2 separate regions of the Muntiacus reevesi genome follow, and region 2 is linked to region 1. A link is a contact called in public Hi-C data. All regions are on one chromosome and are shown on one strand. The core of a region is the stretch at or near the end of the contact, and the rest is flanking DNA. Distances in the headings are between cores, read along the strand shown. Region 1 holds the start of RRS1 (ribosome biogenesis regulator 1 homolog). Region 2 holds the start of PDE7A (phosphodiesterase 7A).

Region 1 (2,726 bases), core at 3-2,502:
ATCTAGAACTTAGCATTAAGTACAGTTCTTGATTTAGGAGAAGGTCCAAGCATGAAATTTACTTCCTCCTCTTTCCTCCTTGGTGTTGCCCCCCTTTTCTCTTGCCACTCATGCCGGGAGGCCCGGAACTCATCTTGCCTCCCAAACCCCCTTTCCTCTTCCCTCCTTGGCTGGGCGTGCTCCCTTTCCTCTTCCCCCCAGGACCCTGTCGGCCCCCCTTTCTCTTGCCCTTCTGACTCATTTTCCTCCGCTTAGCCGCCTCCTCCTGGTCCTCCTCTCTCATCTGCTTATTGGTGGCCCTCGTAATGTCCAACTGAGGCTTTTTGCTGTTCATCACTCGAAGCATCTCCAACTGGCTCTTTCTCTCGGCCGCAAAGTCCCCGAAAAGAGGCTGAAACTTCCTCTTCTTGCCGGAGCCCCTGGGCGCCTTCTCCTTGGGCAGGCGCTCCTGGAAGCGCCCCACAGAGGCAGTGGAGACCTTGGCCACCTGCATGGCGCGGCCCAGCTCCTCCTTACTCTGGTGTCCGGTAGGGTGCATGCCGGCCGCGCTGGGCAGCTGCATTTTGTGCGCGCGGGCCAGGTTACGCAGCCGGTTCAGCTCGTTCTTGGCCACCCGTTCCTTCTTAGCCTGAATCCGCTTGGCGAACTGGTCCTCCATGGGGTCGGCATTGCCCGGCACCTCGATCAGCCACTCCTTGGTGTCGTCGCGGGCGCGCTGGTAGCCCCAGCGGCGGCGCCACTGGCCGCTCACCTCGTCCCACACCAGATTGGTCTTCTTCTTGGGACGGATACCCTTGAGGCGCGCAAACTGCTGCCAGCGAGTAAGCGGCCGCGGCCGGGGCACCGGCTTCTCGCGCGGCAGACGAGTGCTGGGTTCCGGCAGCCGTGCCACCAGTGCCTCCTCCACGCGCTCGGTAGGCAGCTGCCACAGCTGGTTGATGAGCAGCTGCGTGTTGTCCCGCGCCAGGGCCTTCAGCTCGGCCTCCCGTGTGGGTCCCGCGTGCCGCAGCCCGGTCGGGGGGTTCCGGTCAGAGGCCAGCAAATTACCCAGGTCGAACTCCAGCTCCAATTCCTTGTGCACCGTGATGCGCTGTAGCTTCTCTGCCTCGTCCCGCTCCGCCTTTGCCAGCAGCTCCTCCACGCTCTGACCCTCCATAGCTCCGAATCGGCTCGCTGCCTCTGGGAGACGGTTCCAGTCACGTCTACTCCACAGGAGTTAAAACCGTGGCACCACAGACACGTGCGGCCTCCCGGACGCTCGGCCCGGAAGAGAAAGTTCCGCTTCCGGGGCACCCGGAAGGGGCTCATGGAGTGGGCTACCCGAGGAATGGCCGGCAGAGGGCGGTGTTGGAGAACAGATGAGATTAGAGGCGGCCCTTGGGGTGGAGCCGGAGGTAGGCGGAGCCGAGTCTGCGAATTCCGAGGCCTGATTGGGACCTTGGCTAGGATGAAGCTGCGGGAGGAAGTGGTCCTGTTCGAGTGGGGCAAGTTTGGGGGCCGCGGACTAAGGCGGCCCCGGAGCGACGGTGTTAGTTTTAGTGCGTGTAGAAAGTCAGTTCTCAAGATGTTTAGCCAGTCATTTTCACCAGAGCCCTGACACCTGTTCATGGTGTGCCCCCGGGTGTGGGCACTTCACCCGGGGATGTACAGAAAGCTAAGTGGAAACGGAGACTTGGGTTTATTTTGGGAGCAAGCGGGCCTGGCGGTTAGACCGCCCTGAAGGTGGCGTGGCTGTGCCCCCATCCTGCCGACCTCAAGTCTGGTCCCCGGAGCCAGGGGCCACCTCCTCTCCTGGCTGATGGCAGAAGAGCGCGGGGCTCTGCTGTGAGACCGCCTGGGTTCCGAGCTTGACCGCTCTGGTGTTTGACCTTCGGCTGTATAACTTGTTTGCGCCTGTTTTTAAACCTGTAAGATGGGATTGCAAATACTACCTCCCAGGTCTGCTGTGAAGATAAATGAGTTAATATGCTCCCAAGGGAGCTTACACTGGGGTTTTGAGCATATGAGTGCTCAATAAATGTGAGCTAAAGACCAATTATTATTTAATCCTCATCATGGCTCTGGGAACTCTGCTGAAAAGGCAGTCTTATACAGTGATTAAACACTAGGTTCTTGAATCAAGCTACCTAAAATAAGATCTGGGTTTCTTGTACCCACATTGGTCAGGTTTTTTAACTTAAGTCCTATTCATAAGTTGATGAATATGAAGCATTAGTTCCTGGTACAGTGTAAACATTCAATAAGTGTTGGCTATTGTTATTCACTATATTCCACTGATGACCGAAGCAGGTTCAGAGAAGTAAAATGACTTGTCTAAGGTTATACAGCCAGGAAGTGTGGGCGCAAGAGGGAGAGGGATCTAAACTCTGGCTCTAAGACTGCATACATATTCTCTGCAATGTCTTCCAGACTCTTGATACTCGAAAAGTGTGTTCTGTTGACCAGCAGTACAGCATCATCTGGGAGCTTGTTAGAAATGCAGAATCTCTGGCTTTAGCCCAGATGTTATGACTCAGAACCTTCATTTTAAGAAAATATCTTAGTGATGAATGGAAATGAAAAGAGTTAGCTACTCAGTGGTCTCCACCTCTTTGCTACTCCATGGGCCTCTGTCCATGGGATTCTCCAGGCAAGAATACTGGAGTGGGTTGCCATTCCCTTCTCCAGGGGATCTTCCTGACCCAGGGATCGAACCAGGGTCTGGGTTCCCACATCAGGCAGCTTCT
Region 2 (2,904 bases), core at 8-2,507, 460 kb after region 1:
GGGGAGAAACGTGACAAAATAAACCTGCAGTCTACAACTCAGGTCAAGAGTTTTCTTCCTCCTGCCTTCTAAAAATCGAAGCCAAGAAACAAACACATTTGGTAAAGGGCGGGCAGTCTCTTTTCCCCCTTTGTCTTCTCATTTTCATTCTTCTCATTTTTTCCAATGCATACTCTCACTTCTTCTTTCTCAGTCTCGGGTGTTTTCCCTCCAACCCCTCGGCCCCTGCTCACGCCCGCTTTACTGGGCTCTGCTCTCAGCCCCTCCACCCGGGACGGCCCCGGGGCCCGTAGCTGCCAGGAGCGCGCTCGACCCCGACCCTCCCGGGGTGCTGACAGTGACGTAGAGGGGAGTCCGGAGCCCGCGCGGCCCGCCGACGTCACTGCCGCAGCGGTTCCCAACGAAGCCCAAGGATGGGAATTCAAGGAGGGAAACACGGCGGTGACCCGGCGGTCAGGGCTGAGCGCTGCGACTGGGCCGCGTGCTTGGGGTTTCCGAAGCGAAAAGGCCGGAATCGCGCCTCCCGCGTAGGCAGAACCCACCCCACACCCTCAGAGCGCCCCAACACCAGAGTTTAGCGATCAGGGGGAATGTCCCCACACGATGGGGCCTCGTGCGCACGCGCCTTGGCCGGGGCGGTGGCGTGTTGCAGTACAAGGATGGGTCGGGGAGGAGGGCAGCGGGAGGGAACGGTGAGTGAGCCCCGAGGTACGGCCCCGGGGGAGGGCGGCTCAACCCCACCACCGCTAGCCCGGCTCCCTGGGCGCTGCGGCGGCGCGGGGCCTGCGGCGCGGCGTCGTGACGTCACGGTGGCGGCGGCCGTGGTTGGCGCAGGGTCCGCGGCTGCAAAGTGTGAATTACGCCGGGCTCGCGCCGGCGGCGGAGTGAAGTCAGGCTCCGGGGGAGGGGAGGGGAGGGGGCAGGACCGCGGCCGGAGCTGGTGCCTGCATCCAAGCCCCGCGCGCGCTGGGTCTCGCTGCTGGCTCCAGCTGTGTGTTTTTGCACCTCTTTGCTCTGTTTTTGCTTCGCTCCTGCTCCGCTGCCCCCCCACCCCCCGCCCCGGACCCTCTCCTCTGGGCCGAACAGCCTGGGGACGCCGGGGTTCCCCCTCCGACTTGGCGGGTGCTGCCCTCGCTTGCACCCCGGGAGCCGGGCGCGCGCTGGTCTTCGTTAACTGTCGCCGCGGCCACCGCAGCGCCTTCCCGCCGGCGGCCCAGGCGGAGTGTTGGGGTGGGGGAGGCGTGAGCGCGGCTTCCCGGCCCGGGGTCGGCGCCCGCCCGCCCTGCCCCTGCCTCGGCCCGGCGCCCCCGAGCCGCGGCCCCTTCCCAGCGCAGGGGCCGGCGGCCGCGGCAGGGCGGGCGCCGCGCGGGGGCAGGGCGGGCGTATTCAATGGAAGTATGTTACCAGCTGCCGGTGCTGCCTCTGGACAGGCCGGTCCCCCAGCACGTCCTCAGCCGCCGAGGAGCCATCAGCTTCAGTTCCAGCTCCGCGCTCTTCGGCTGCCCCAATCCCCGGCAGCTCTCCCAGGTAAACGCCGCCGCCGGGGGCCCCACACTTGGGGGCTGCTCTTTTGTTTCTCTCCTTCCACCTGGCTTCACCTCCGCGACCCCTACTCCCCAGTCCTCGCCGTTCACCCCCACGACCAGCACTGCCCGTTGTTTGGGGATGTCTAGGCTGACCGCCTCGATTCGAGAGGCTTTTCTTTGATCCTCGGGACTCAAGCCTCACCCCACCCCCCACCCCGGCCTGCCCAAGGCTGGAGCCGGGTGGGCTCTGGGAGCCCCTTCGTACCCTCCCCAGGCGTGCCCCACTCTGTGCTCAGCGGCTTAAGGGTCTGGAATGCCTTAAGTCGTCTTCCTTTTCTCGACGTCTCAGTCTGGCAGTTGGGCCTCTCTCCTCCTTACTTGTGGTCCTGGGCACACCTGGCCACCCCTCACCCCTACACCTGTGCTGGCTTTGCGCCTCCCGCGCGCCCCGCGGTGCTGGGACGGTCCTGCACTTCTCCGAACAATAGGCCGATTCTCGGTTGCTCGTCTCCCTACTTATTCGACTCTGTGGATGGACCCTGAGTGAGGTCAGAGAAACAAGTATTCAGAGTGCCTCCTCAAAGCTTCGGTTTCCGGAAAGTTGATAGCCAGGAATCAGTTTTGTTTTTAATTTGATAAGAAGATTATTAAGAGAAAAACTACTGATGGAGTACTCACAGGAAGACTTTGTTTTGAATGGTCCAGTATCAGTTGATCCTGAAATTTTTGGTTTTTTGATTCTGTTGGCACAGCCTCTTATTTCTGGCAGATTTTGATTGCCAGATTTAAAATAGGGAGTACAAAAGAATTTTGTTTACATTTGAACTGAGTGCCGTCCATTTCTGCTGCCAGAACGTTACATGTTCATGATCACATTTTGTCACATATGTTTATTTTTCCTGTTGACTAGTATTAGCTTCTTTTATGGGAGCATATCTCCCCCCCGCCCCCCAGGTATATTGTAAATAACTTGAGCCCGGTCTGTATTTCTTTTTGTTTTTACTGGTACAGTGGATGGCACCCAACAGAGATTTCTTAGAGTAGGTGTGTCCGGTAAATATTTGTCATTTGCTTCTTTGCCTAAATAGTTTGGAGAGAGAGAGCAGAAGCCTATATTTGGATTTCTCTGAATTGTTTTTATTTAAAATCAGACTTCTTTCACGGGACAAAGTGGTATGCTAATGAGGTCAGAGTCAACTTATAAAGATTACTGTGACATTTTAAAATAATGTTATGTAGTAACTTTGAAAGTTAGGTCCATGATCTGCCCTTACAGTACTGCTTCAAGCATTTTCAGGTTCCAAATTTAAAATTGAAAAGATACTAATGGATTAAAAAGGTTTTTAATGGTAGTAACTTTTTTTCCTTTCTCATATCA

The links. Hi-C and Micro-C count contacts between places; a contact is called where the count stands out from the background.
Region 2: a Hi-C map of muscle shows a contact between it and region 1, with 9 times the contacts expected there. The contact joins the promoter of PDE7A here to the promoter of RRS1 in region 1. A contact is called at or near these places in 2 of 3 Hi-C or Micro-C datasets (blood and muscle).

What each region holds. Positions count from the first base shown.
Region 1 is chr12:48,210,277-48,213,002 of mMunRee1.1, forward strand. RRS1 (ribosome biogenesis regulator 1 homolog) reads right to left here and starts at 1,253. Exons shown (of 1, transcript XM_065902863.1): 1 at 1-1,253. The coding sequence starts at 1,156. The coding sequence ends at 59.
Region 2 is chr12:48,670,162-48,673,065 of mMunRee1.1, forward strand. It overlaps PDE7A (phosphodiesterase 7A), which reads left to right and starts at 1,258. Exons shown (of 16, transcript XM_065903554.1): 1 at 1,258-1,527. The coding sequence starts at 1,390.